Linked DNA regions of Mus musculus: region 1 is linked to region 2. A link is a contact called in public Hi-C data. All regions are on one chromosome and are shown on one strand. The core of a region is the stretch at or near the end of the contact, and the rest is flanking DNA. Distances in the headings are between cores, read along the strand shown.

Evidence for each region. Hi-C and Micro-C count contacts between places; a contact is called where the count stands out from the background.
Region 1: a Hi-C map of liver shows a contact between it and region 2, with 2.5 times the contacts expected there. The contact joins two enhancer-like sites. A contact is called at or near these places in 3 of 484 Hi-C or Micro-C datasets (adipose-derived mesenchymal stem cells and liver), 7 of 115 datasets of contacts at active chromatin or transcription factors (the NIH/3T3 cell line, embryonic forebrain, embryonic stem cells and 2 more) and 1 of 9 other capture datasets (embryonic stem cells).

Annotation. Positions count from the first base shown.
Region 1 is chr4:82,531,729-82,537,512 of GRCm38.p6, forward strand. The region is part of intron 1 of Gm11266 (predicted gene 11266); the gene reads left to right. Among named protein-coding and RNA genes, the nearest start is that of Gm11266, 27 kb to the left of the region's middle. Within about 2 kb of position 1,288, at least 70 of the 459 cell types and tissues checked have an H3K27ac peak or open chromatin away from gene starts, as enhancers often do. A contact at or near this core is called in liver, where this site is marked.
Region 2 is chr4:81,670,598-81,676,677 of GRCm38.p6, forward strand. No RefSeq gene overlaps it. Among named protein-coding and RNA genes, the nearest start is that of Gm11412, 70 kb to the right of the region's middle. Within about 2 kb of position 1,529, at least 4 of the 459 cell types and tissues checked have an H3K27ac peak or open chromatin away from gene starts, as enhancers often do. A contact at or near this core is called in liver, where this site is marked.

The sequences.
Region 1 (5,784 bases), core at 38-2,537, 860 kb after region 2:
TCTTCTGACTCCCCCCCCCAAAAAAAAAAACCCCGCCACCAAATAAATACACATACATTTACATAAGTATATCTGTACACAGGTGTATATGTTTCTAAACAATCGTTTCAGTGCCTGGGTTTTGTGCAGGCTCTGTCAGAGCGCTGTTACTGAGCTTAGGCTAATCCAGCCCTACTTTCTGATACCATCAGCATTTCTTCATACTGCCCCCATCGCCAAGCAACCAAACAGCAAGAATATGTTTTGCTGCTTCTGGTTTTAACACTCAGCGATTTCTCCCCCTTTAGGAGGGTCCCATCTATGTCCTTGTCTGTCTGTTACTAAAATTAAGAGAAGAAAAGGAGTGGCTGGGGCCAGGGGAAACAAGTTTCCCTGGTTCTGTGCCCTGACCTCACAGTGCACGTGTGGTATGGGGTAGAGCGAGCACTTTCCTGGCCATGTTCTTCCTGACTGTGCAAGCCCTGCCTTACACATCTTCCAACAGTCAAGTGCCCCACCCCCCACGCCCCACACATCTATACTCTCTCTGCTTAAGACCACATCTTCATTCTCTAGACGATTATGTTCCTTCTCTAGTCCTTGGGAAAGCATTCTTTTTACAGTCTCTGTTCTAAACAACTCTCAAGAAGGAACTGAAGCCTAAGCTGCCATTGCCGGGGTACCCCTTACCTCCCATGCCCATGAGGGGTTGAGGGTGGCAGGCCTGTGACTAAATCAATAGCAACCCTTCCTGTGGGTGTGGGTGCCTGGTCTCACCCCTACTGCCGTTTGAAGAAGGGATGCAGGCCTGGGCCAGGCCTTCCTGAGCAGACACAGATGCCTCAGGAGGCATTCTGGCACAAAAGGGGTTATTTGAAAGAAAGCCTGAAAGGGGCCGAGGCTGTTGGCTGGGAGCTGGTTCCACGACACGGCCTCTGCTGCCGACTGTACTTGCCTCTGTCCGCTCTTTCCTTTTTCCATGTCTCCCTCTCCAAAGCTTTCTATTCACCCTACAAAGAAAAGCAATCCCCAGGCAAAGTTGTTTACAGTATTTTATGAAAGTTTGAAGGGGAGGGGGGAAGAAAAAGAAAAGGACTGGATTTGGGGGCAAAGGGGAGGGGGCCTGCTGCAGAGGAGAAGGGGGGGGGGGGTGAGAGAAAGAGAAGGCAGGCATGCATGAGAGTCCCAAGCGGTGCCAAGCTCCGAAGAAAGGGCTGCTGGGGCGGGGAGGGAGCATGCCAGAGCCTTACAGAAAAGGAGCAAAGAGCCGAACAGGAGGGGAAGGCTGAAATTGAAGTGCAAATGGACCTTGGTCCTCCTGGCAGAGACTGCTGCAAAGACAACACAAAAGGGATGCCTGGGCAAGGCACGGGGTCTGGGGAGTGAGGGGGACACTTAAGACAGAGCTGCTGAGATGGTCTAGGAAACAGACAGATAAATACATGCCAGAGGTGTTAGTGTGTGTGTGTGTGTGTGTGTGTGTGTGTGTGTGTGTGTGTGTGTGAGAGAGAGAGAGAGAGAGAGAGAGAGAGAGAGAGAGAGAGAGTCTGAGACAGTGAAATACAGTGAAAGAAAAATGAGACACACACACAGCCAGACCCCAAGAGAGACACAGAGTCACACAGAGAAAGAGAGAAAGGGATTTGGGAGGGGGTGGTAGGGTGGGAGTGGGGTGAGAGAGAAGGTCTCTAGCCAAATGGGGAGACTTGGCAGGTGGACAGGAGCAGCCGGCCAGGCCTTAGCTGTGCTTGCTTGCTGCGTCTAGTCTATTGTCGTCTCAGAGGGGGGAGGGGATTGTTTGTTTGTTTTGTTGTTTGGCCTCTTTGTCTCTTTTGTTCCAAGCAGTTAGTTTGCTTCTTTCCCAGACACTGGGCTGATGGAAAACCTTTATGGATTTTTCTTAAAGGGACAGGATCAGCAAGCACACCCATTTCTCATTCCCACACAGTTCCTACCCAAATAGTTCTAGTTTTCTGTTTTCCTTCCTCCCTCCCTCCCTCCCTTCCTCCCTTCCTTCCTTCCTTCCTTCCTTCCTTCCTTCCTTCTTTCCTTCCTTCCTTGCCTCCTCCTCCTCCTCCTCCTCCTCCTCCTCCTCCTCCTCCTTCTTCTTCTTCTTCTTCTTCTTTTTTGATCCTATTTTTAATGGAGAGTCAGTGTTTGTGCTATTTTATGCCGGATTAACAAGAATAAGTTGGTCAATTTCTTGGTACCCACTAAGCCTCCCCCCTCCATGGTTGCTAGGACATGAGGGGATGAAGGGGGAGACAAAAACAGGAGCACCCTATACACAAGCATAAACTGAAAACCACAACCATCTCTTGCTCCCTTTCCCTCTTAATCCAGGCCTGAGGGTTAGAGGTACACATGGAAGGACCTCACTGAGCAGAGTATGGGCTTTGAAGGGAGAGGTTGCTGGGCACCCTCTCAGCCCAGCTTCCTCTTTCCAAGCCCCCAGATGTTAAGCAGACCACCTCTAGGGGTTCTGAAAGTCTGCCTTGAGTCTCTCTCTGGCCTGGCAGCTCTAACCATCAACACACAGGCCAGAGGTGACTGACTCATTGAAAAGCAAAGAAACCAAACTCAATGGAGGGCTACCTTTAATAGAGAAATAGACACCCCTCATGTCTGACTCCCCACTGGAAAGAACTGTAGACCCCTGCCCTGTCTGACAATAATTCAAACAGGTTTGAGTATAGAGGAGATAGGGTCTGCAAAAGATGACCAAGTCTCCGCCCCCTGTGCTCTCAGTCTTCCTCTCTGGTTCTCCCTTGAGGGATCCAGTCAGCTTTTAGAAAATTTTTTAATCAATCTTTCTTTCCTTTACCTGCCTTAACATCTTCCTAGAAGTGCTGGCTTCTGCCTGTGGATTTGGAGGCAGAGGTTTGCCCTACAAGGGCTAGGTGTTCCTTCCTCCCATCTTAGGAGAGTTGGGGACTTAAGAGACAAGGTCTATGGACCCTTCAAACTTGAGGATAGCCCAGGTACCTCAATTTTTCTCTTCTTAATGCCCTCCCTTGGAAAGGCTTATTGCAAAGCTAGAGCAGAAGTTACCTGTTTTGTTTTGAGGGTCCAGAAAACCACTCCACCATGTAACCTACAATGGAGCTTTCTCTAAAAGGGTTTTGGCTGCAATGTTGACCAACAGTCCTGGCTTGGCCTTAGTGTTGGAACTCTCACCTGCTAAAGGAGTGGGTGTGAGGTAAGTTCCTGGCAGTCTGCATTTGAATCAGGCTTGTGCAAAGTTTGCAGTTCAGAGCCCAGCTGGAAGCCCGTAGCTAAAGGCATGCAAGTTAGAAAGAGAGCCTGCAAAATGGGGTGGGAATAATAGCCACTGGTTCTCTGCGAGTCCATATAGTTTCAAATTCACTATCACATAGTTGACAGGCAGCCATCTAACCCTGAACAAAAATAGAAAACTAATTCTGCTACCCCAGACACTAATCCACCCAGCAACACATTTGTCCCCAGGATGTGATTCTGTCCAGACATCTTCTGTGACTGAGGATAGGAGTCTGTCTGCCATGTGGGAGAATCAAGGCTAAGTGGGTGCCATGACCAAGTTCTATTTCCCTTCCAATAATGTCCTGGTGTTTAGGAAAGCCAGCCCAGGGTCCTTGGACCCAAGAGTAGGAAGCCATGCAGACTTGGGTAGATTTCATTCCATTCCCCACAGGCATCCCAGAAGCCCACAAGAGATCTAGTTTCTCTGGTACTTTCCCCTGGGCTTCTTGGCTTGGAAGTTTACTACCTCAGGGTAGTAAATTTGGACCCCTCAAATATTAAACTTCACCAGTCCTAGACAAAATAACACATTAAGTCACCAATCAAGTGAGTTGAGGTCTTATCTGTTCAAAGTCACTTATTTAGGTTCAGATAGCTGGGTTGGGCAACCCCAAGGGAGTGAACTTGTTCACCTCCAGTTCTCCTGTGTGCCAAGTGCTCGAGACAGTGATAGAACATGGTGTGTTGTCTACCTCCTAAATACTCATGTCTGCCTTGTGCATAGCTCCGAGCTCTGTGTGTGTGTGTGTGTGTGTAAAAAAGTGGGGTACCCCAGGAAGATGAAGCTAGGCCAGGGAGCTAGTCAGGGATTTCCCAGGTCTCCATGGAGGGACAACATGCCCTGCTCCAAGAGTCTATCTTCCAAGCTCCTGACTGGAAAACTGGGAAGCTGTACTCCAGGCTCAGCAGGGTGGAACCTTAAACAAAATTAAAGCAAGGCAAAATAAATTTGAAACCCAACCTACAAGTCCAAGGGTCCCTGCTATAAGCGAGATGGGGGTGGAGAGGGCAGAATGCAAGGGCCTCACAGAGGGGCCAGCGAAGAAAAGAACTTCCTAGACAGCCAGAACCAGTCTGTGCCTTTCAGAGACTCCTGCTCTTCTGCCGGCAAGGTTTGGACTGGGGAAAGGTGAAGGTGGCTGGTGGGTGAGAGGAGAATAGGAGAAGGGGGTAAGGGTGGCTACTTTACTCTCCCTGTCAGAGCTAGCTGAGGCCAACTTTAAGGGGTCAAGGTACCAGAAAACTGCAAGTTTAGATAGCTTGTCCAGTGACAGAGGCTTTGAATTTGCCACAGTCTCTAGATAGGATGTGAAGCTGGGAAGAAGGGAGAGAGAGATTTTTTGGAACACTGGAAACAGGGCCAGACCTTGATACCCTTAAAAATCAAAGAGCCCAAGGTCACATCTGCCCACAGCTCTTGACGTAGGGGCTGGTGACAGTGGGGAGCCTGAACTGGTTCCTAAAGAGAGAGGTAGGGTAAGACCAGGATTCCTGGCTGAGATGGCAAAAGGTACCACTAAGCAAGGGCTCAGAGAAGGAGCAGGGGAAAGCCTGTCTCCCAAGACAGTTTTAGATCGTCCCTCCCGAGGGGCCCAGTCCCCGGTCTCCTCCACCCTTCGAGGGTGGCACACGCGGGAATCTTTGGGCCATTGCTAGCGGTTTCCTGACTTTGCGTCGGGTCATTGCGCACCACGTGCATCAATGGCCCCAGGGGAAGAATTTCGGCTAGCACTCCCTGGAGAAGAGGACTATGCTGGCCCCAGATTGTACAAGCGGGCCACCAACTTCTCCCTGAGCTTCCATAAGGAGTCATGAATCGCAGTGCACGCGAGGCTCGCGGGTTCCATGCTCGCCCTGGCACATCGCTCTCCCTCACTGTTCAGCGCACCAACAGAACCGGGACTGCAATTCTGTTCCAAGCCAGCGCAGCTCACCCTCCTTGTCCAAGGCTAGGGCATTTTGAGGAAGGATCTTCCCAAAGGAACCCATCTCTCTAAAGCGGGAGTAGGGTTCTTTAGTAACTCTCTGGGGGTGGGAGGTAAATCAAATTGCCTGTGGGCTTGCAGCTGGAAGCCAGCTATTTAGGCTCGCTGAGCCTCGTTCCTAACGGATCAGCTCTTTCGATGTTTGGGGATAAGTTGAAGACTGAAGAGAAAACATGATTATCTTAAGTAACTCGCACATCGCCGTTTTCGTCCCCGACTAAAAGTCTGTGTCTTGGGCCAGTTTCGCGATGCCCACGCAAGGCCCAGACTTTAATATTTAAACCAGGCCAGGTGAAACTACCTGTTGGGGTACACTGCAGTCTATAAATCTGATCCTCCTCTCCTTACACAGTTTTGGGGAGAGCTGGAACTGTTCTGGGGGTGTTCAGAGAAGGGACTTCAGCCGAAGGGCGAGCGGCAGTAGTAACAGAGTCTGGCGATGCCCGGGAACTGCACTAGCTCCTCGGCCTCGGTCTGCAGAAGCTAAAGACAGCCCCATGCAGCCGAATCTCGGCGCGATTCTCTATGATTCACTATG
Region 2 (6,080 bases), core at 279-2,778:
ATAGAAAGAAAAATCATGTGAGAGATTCTGAGGGCAGTATGGTGTCTGTGGCTGCTTTGTTTGCATTCTGTAAGAGTGAAATGGAAAAGCTCTCAACAAAATATTTGCTGTAGGAGAGCATAAGAGAAGGAAAAACATTTCCCACATTGACATTTTGAGCAGAGATGGATAAGAATGGAGAGAGTAATGCCTTTAGAAAGCTAGCCTTAGTGAGTTTGATCCAGCAGCAGAAGTTTCCATGTAGCTCAGGTACAAATGATGGAGGCTTTAAGTGGCCATAGAGTTCAGGTAGCTATATCTTACAAGTCCTCTGAGTAAGATAGAAGTCACAGACACACAGAAAGACAGACCAAAAGACATAAATGCAGTCCTTATTGTCCCATCAGCATCTGTTACCAGCAAGTGATCAACTTCATATATCACCACACATGCACTATTGGAAGAATTTCCCAGAAAGAGGGGGACTTTTACAAATTGAACTAAAGTCAAAATTGTCACTTGAAGAGTCATGAGAATATTACTTCTTGTTGCCATTGTGGCATTTTAATCTTAGTGTAAGGTTAACAGGGAAGCCAAAATATGATGCCAACATGAAATCCTGAAGCAAAGCTACATATGAATTTAGGAGAACCCCTTCTACAGAATGGGACATACCAGCAAGTTGATTATAGAGTATAGGTCATCTGCATACATGCCATTTGAGTCCATTGTCACTTAGAATAAGAATATATACAGAGGTGTTTCCCATGATTAGTAACTTGGGAACTCTGTGCAGTGTGTTGAAGTTTCTGTTTCAGTGATATAAGGAGAGAAAGGTGAAACTGGTTCATTGGTCATGAGTAGAAAATACTTGTAAGTGATTGGGTGTTACAGTTTTTGGGTTCTCTGTCTAGCTCTTCTCTGATTAGCAAAGTGAGTGCAAGAAAATCAATGCCTTTCCCTGAGATTTCACATTATCAATTTCATGATAAATTTGTTGAACTTACGGTTCTTTTTAGAGCAATGAAATGGCATAGTGGGCAATAAAAGTGCTCCCTGCCCAAGTCTGATTGAGTTTAATACCTGTAATCCACAGAAGGAAGCAATCAACTCCCAAAAGTTTTATAGGCATGCACTTACAAATGCACATGCATACATACAATACACCAAAATATTAACAATAATAATAATAATACTTAATAATCATTGAAAAAGCAACTTTGCCTACCAATCCTGCCTAGCAGTTTCTCCTTATGCTAGTGGAACAAGGCTACAAACAGAATACAATGTATCCCCAAAAGTGTTTACTTTAATTTTATGGAGCTTTCTGGCCATGGACTAATCAATTCTATGTCCTGCAAGCACCATTGACATGAAGTGTGTGCATGGCAGAAAGGAGTTTGTTTCCTATTTCTTTCTTCTACTCCTTCCTATATGTGGAGCCTTCACTGCCTTCCTGGTCATTGAATAAATATGTAGGACTTCTCCAAACACTATCAGATTGGCGAGACATTTGGTCTGTGTTTTGCACATCCTGCCAAGATAAGCTTGGTCATTTACCTCTGTTTATTTTCATTTTCCAGACACCAGGTACTGTTTGCATTCCAGCACCCACACAAGAGTAATATCTCTCCAATTAACACGGCATAGATTCTGATTATTGCTTAAGTTTGGTGAACTTGGTGTCAAGCCAACCAGAGGCATCTATCAAATAACAGCCAAGGGCACTGGTTTTTTTCAACTCTTTTCAAATTCTCCTCAGCAATAATTCAAATGGAATTTTTAACAATCTTGTAATAGCAAGAAGAGGAATGGAAAGAGGTGGGAGGATGCAAAGAAAGAAGGGAGATTTGCTCTCAGAGAAGCTCAAGCAAAACCTGACACCAACCACACCTACCTCCATCACTTGTATTGTGATTGGCTTTCTCCTCCCCCCCCCCCCCACCCCCTGAGACAGGGTTTCTCTGTGTATAGCCCTGGCTGTCTTGGAACTCACTTTGTAGACCAGTTTGGCCTCGAACTCAGAAATCCGCCTGCCTCTGTCTCCCGAGTGCTGGGATTAAAGGCGTGTGCCACCACGCCTGGCCATGATTGGCTTTTTAAAGGACACAGACATGATTTTTGCTAAAACTGTGTTTACTTTGAATTTATCAAAAACAAAGTAAAACAAACAAACAAAGAAACCAATTTTAAGCTGAATCTTTTATACCTCCTGGGGTTGTCTGACCAAAGTTTTTAGAGCCTGTAGGGTCACTTGCTGCAAGCAACATTCTGGTCATTATATCTTGATTGTTCATGAATTTTCATTGACTCCTTGATCTTGTGCCATCTTTGGAGCACCAGGGCAAGCTGGCTTGTTGTGTTTCTTCTGCTTTTCTGCCACAGACCCCCCCTTGCATGCAGTTGCAAATCATTGCACACATAATCATCTTATGGCTAGGATTTTATTTTAATTCCTATTTGGAACCATGTTGAGCACTCAGTACACACATCTCTGAGACCAGATACTTCTCTGTTGGCTGTCAAGTTTTCCCATTTCTCATCTAAATATGAGCTGAGTCCTACCATTCTTATTTGTTTATAGAAAATAAAGGTTGTATCATACGAAAACTGTGCTATCAATGTGCTACCTGTGCAATCCCAAAATACTGTAACTAAAATTTACGCAGACGTGATAGCATTAATCAAATGCTCTCAAACAGGCTTTTAAAAATATTTTTGAAATAATTTTTGAGCATTTCAAACAATGTGTTTTGAAGAAATCCATCCCTCTCTGCAAGAACTCTTCCCAAATCTTCTTCTCTTACCCCACTATCCATTCAAATCCCCCCCCCATTCTCCCTTCCTCTCTTTCTTCCTTCCTTCCCTCTCTCATTTTCCCTTCTTCCCTCCCTCTGCATGTCTTTTTAAAAATTTATTCAATCCAGTTTTTGTTGTCTGACTCCTGTCAGTAAGAGGCTTGCCCTGGGACGAGGACTTTACACCTGGTATTGCACAACTGACAACATTTGAGTTATCCCTCTTCTATCAGCAAACAAATGTCAATAGTTGCTCAGCTAGAGGGAAACTCCGTATCTATCTTAATGGTTTGAGCATGTGCAGGCTGTAACAACTGCTGTAAGTTCATATATGTGTGCATCTATCTTATTGTGTCTGTAAAATACTGTTTTAAGTCATCCACCATTTTAATGGTGGCTCTTATAATTTTTCCACTTCCTCTTTCGAGTAGATCCCTAACCCTTAAAGGGAGATACCTAAAGTTCTTCCTATGGAGAATCAGTAAAATTTCTCTTTGTACTGACCACATGTGACTATTGCTTAATAGGTTAGAAGCACTTCCTGGATCTGTGACAGCCCTTACAAATTTGACTTACCAACATCTGAGTAGCTAGAAGTGCTCAAAACAGTATTCATATAGGTCAACTGACAGTTTAAAGCAGTCTGCCCTGTCTCATGCTTTGAAGGATGAAGAGTGGTTACAGCTGACCCACCAAGACAGCAAATCAAAGGATGAGGAAGGCCTGCCAAAAATCATGCACAGCTGTGTGAGACACTCTACAATAACATGCTAAAGGGACTGGATTGCTAGGGAACGTGAAGCAAAGTACCAAATAGCATGTCTATTTCTCAAGTACTTTACAAATAAGCCTCTCCCTCCCTCTCTCTTTCTCTCTCTGTCCTGTGTTCAAGTGCATGTATTTATGCAGGTGTGCACACCCATATATTAAGATACCAGGGGGGTCAATGTCAAGTGTCTTCCTCTATTGCTCTCCCTGTCCTCTTTGCAACAGTGTCTCTCAGTGAATCTGGGGTATAGTAGCTGACCAGCAATCTCCAGGGATCTTCCTGTATCTGCTGCTACAGAACGGGGATTATAGAGATACTCACTGTCATCTTTTTATGTGGCTGTTGGGGGCTAAAATCAGATCCTCATACTTGTGTGGCAAACACTCAGTGGACTTGAGTTCTATGTCCTGAACCGCAGGAAAAGCATCTCCGACTGTCTCTCCAAATCAAAAGTCAGGAACAGAACAACTGCTACAGTTGCTTTTATCATGAAAAGCCATCAAAGATTCCTCAGATGAGTAAATTATCTTGTGACCACAAGAGTTTGGAGCCAAAACTGCATATATAAAGTATACATACACACACAATCACTTACATATATGTATACCAGAAGATTATTGAATGTCTAAGAGAATCACTGGATGATAATTGGAAAGTTTAAATGTGAAATATCGATTTTTAACCTCAGATGAGTTATCAGATTAACTCTTCTGGTAGAGCAGCGTTGAGATAATGAGTAGGTGGATGAGCCAGAATGAGTCAATGAATCCCTTCTAACACACTGTCACAAATCTATTTCTGTTACCATCATTTCAACATAAAAATAACATTTAATAAGTTCTGTGCCATGAAACTGAAAGTGAAATACTAAAGAGTTGTCATTATTTGGGGGGAACAGGAATGGTGACTGATAAGATAACTATTGCCTGAACTATTTCAGTTTGTAGAACTGGCGTAGATAAATTCTCTCTTCTATGTTCTAATTACAGTAATTTGATCATTATAATGATTATAATTTCATATTCACTGGATATGAGATAGTCTGTTAACACTGCCTGTCATACCACAGTGGATTTGCTTGCAGGGTATTTTAGGGAGGGAAACGTATTATGTATTATCAATAATGCCTTTAGTAGCTTAATTATGATATACTTTCAGGAAGTTTCCTTCTTCCATAATTTTGACGTCACTTTATCAGAAGCTTCTCTTCTGAATGAGAGTGCTGCTCCTAAGAGCTGTGCTGAGACATTGCTTTCCTTGAATCACTAGTAATATTTCCTACATTTTATTGAGAATTTTTTTTTTCAAAACAGACTAATCAGTTGAGAAAATGTTTTCTAAGTTAATAACTGCATGCTCATACAATATAACATTGAATATTTACAAACATAAGGACAGCTATGGACTGATTCCGGAAGATTTCTGAGGAGCATTATGGAAAACAGATCAAATTATAAAATATGTATATTCAATATATATATACTATGGTACAAAATAGATGGGTAAATATAACCCAGCCTGAGCATTTGCATAAAAGAAAGCCTTGGTGGGGCAAGTAAGTAAATAATGAAGCAGCTCCCTTTGGAGGAGGGGAAGGTGTCTGCGAGCAGATGTGACTGAAGAGGTCTTTGCTGATCCTTGCCTCAGATTCCTGCATTAGACATGCGGGTCTCATGCGAAGGTTTGGTTATTTTATTTTTATGCCCAGATATTGTAGGTATCTTTCATTTATTCATTTGAGTCATACATATAAAAGTTCCTAATTTTTTCCCTTAATCACGTATAATATTTCCCAATTAGATATTTTATTTCGATGCAGAGTAAGAGTAATGACATTTATTGAGTTGTTACCAACTTTATTTATTGGATAACCATTTCCCTATTAATTGGAAATATTATTACAATCACACATAGTATTTATTCACTCACTTATTAAGTTAATTAATTTCATCTTATTAGTTCCTTGGGAGTTTGATGTAACATGTTTTCTTTCATCATACTAACCAACTCCCAGCTCTTTTCAAATCTAACCCCTTCCTCACCCACCAAACGATGGTGTCGTCTTTGGACTTATAAATCCTTCAAGACCAATTTGTCCAGCCGAAATATTACTGGATATGCGGTCTTCTGCTGGACAGCAATTGCCTCACCAGGGCTTACACTTCAGAAAACAAAACAAAACAAAACAAACCCCAAGTAAATCCAAACCAAAAACTGTCTCTGTTCTCCAGCCCTTAACAGTTACTAATAGCTACATAGCTAGGGGTGGGATTTTGGTCCTAGTTCTCCTCTCTATCCTGAGATTTTGTCCATCTTGGGCTTGCACAAGATTTTTATATGCTGTTCCAACAGCTGAGAGTTCATATGTGAAGTTTCTCTGCTGTGTCAGAGAATGCTACTTCTTTGTGGTCATCCATTGACTCTTGTTCTTATACTCTTTCTGTCCCCTCTTCTGCAATGAATCCTGAGTCCTTGGGAGGTGTTCTAGATAGTATAATTTCAATTTGACGAAATCTCAAGTCATCTGATAGGAG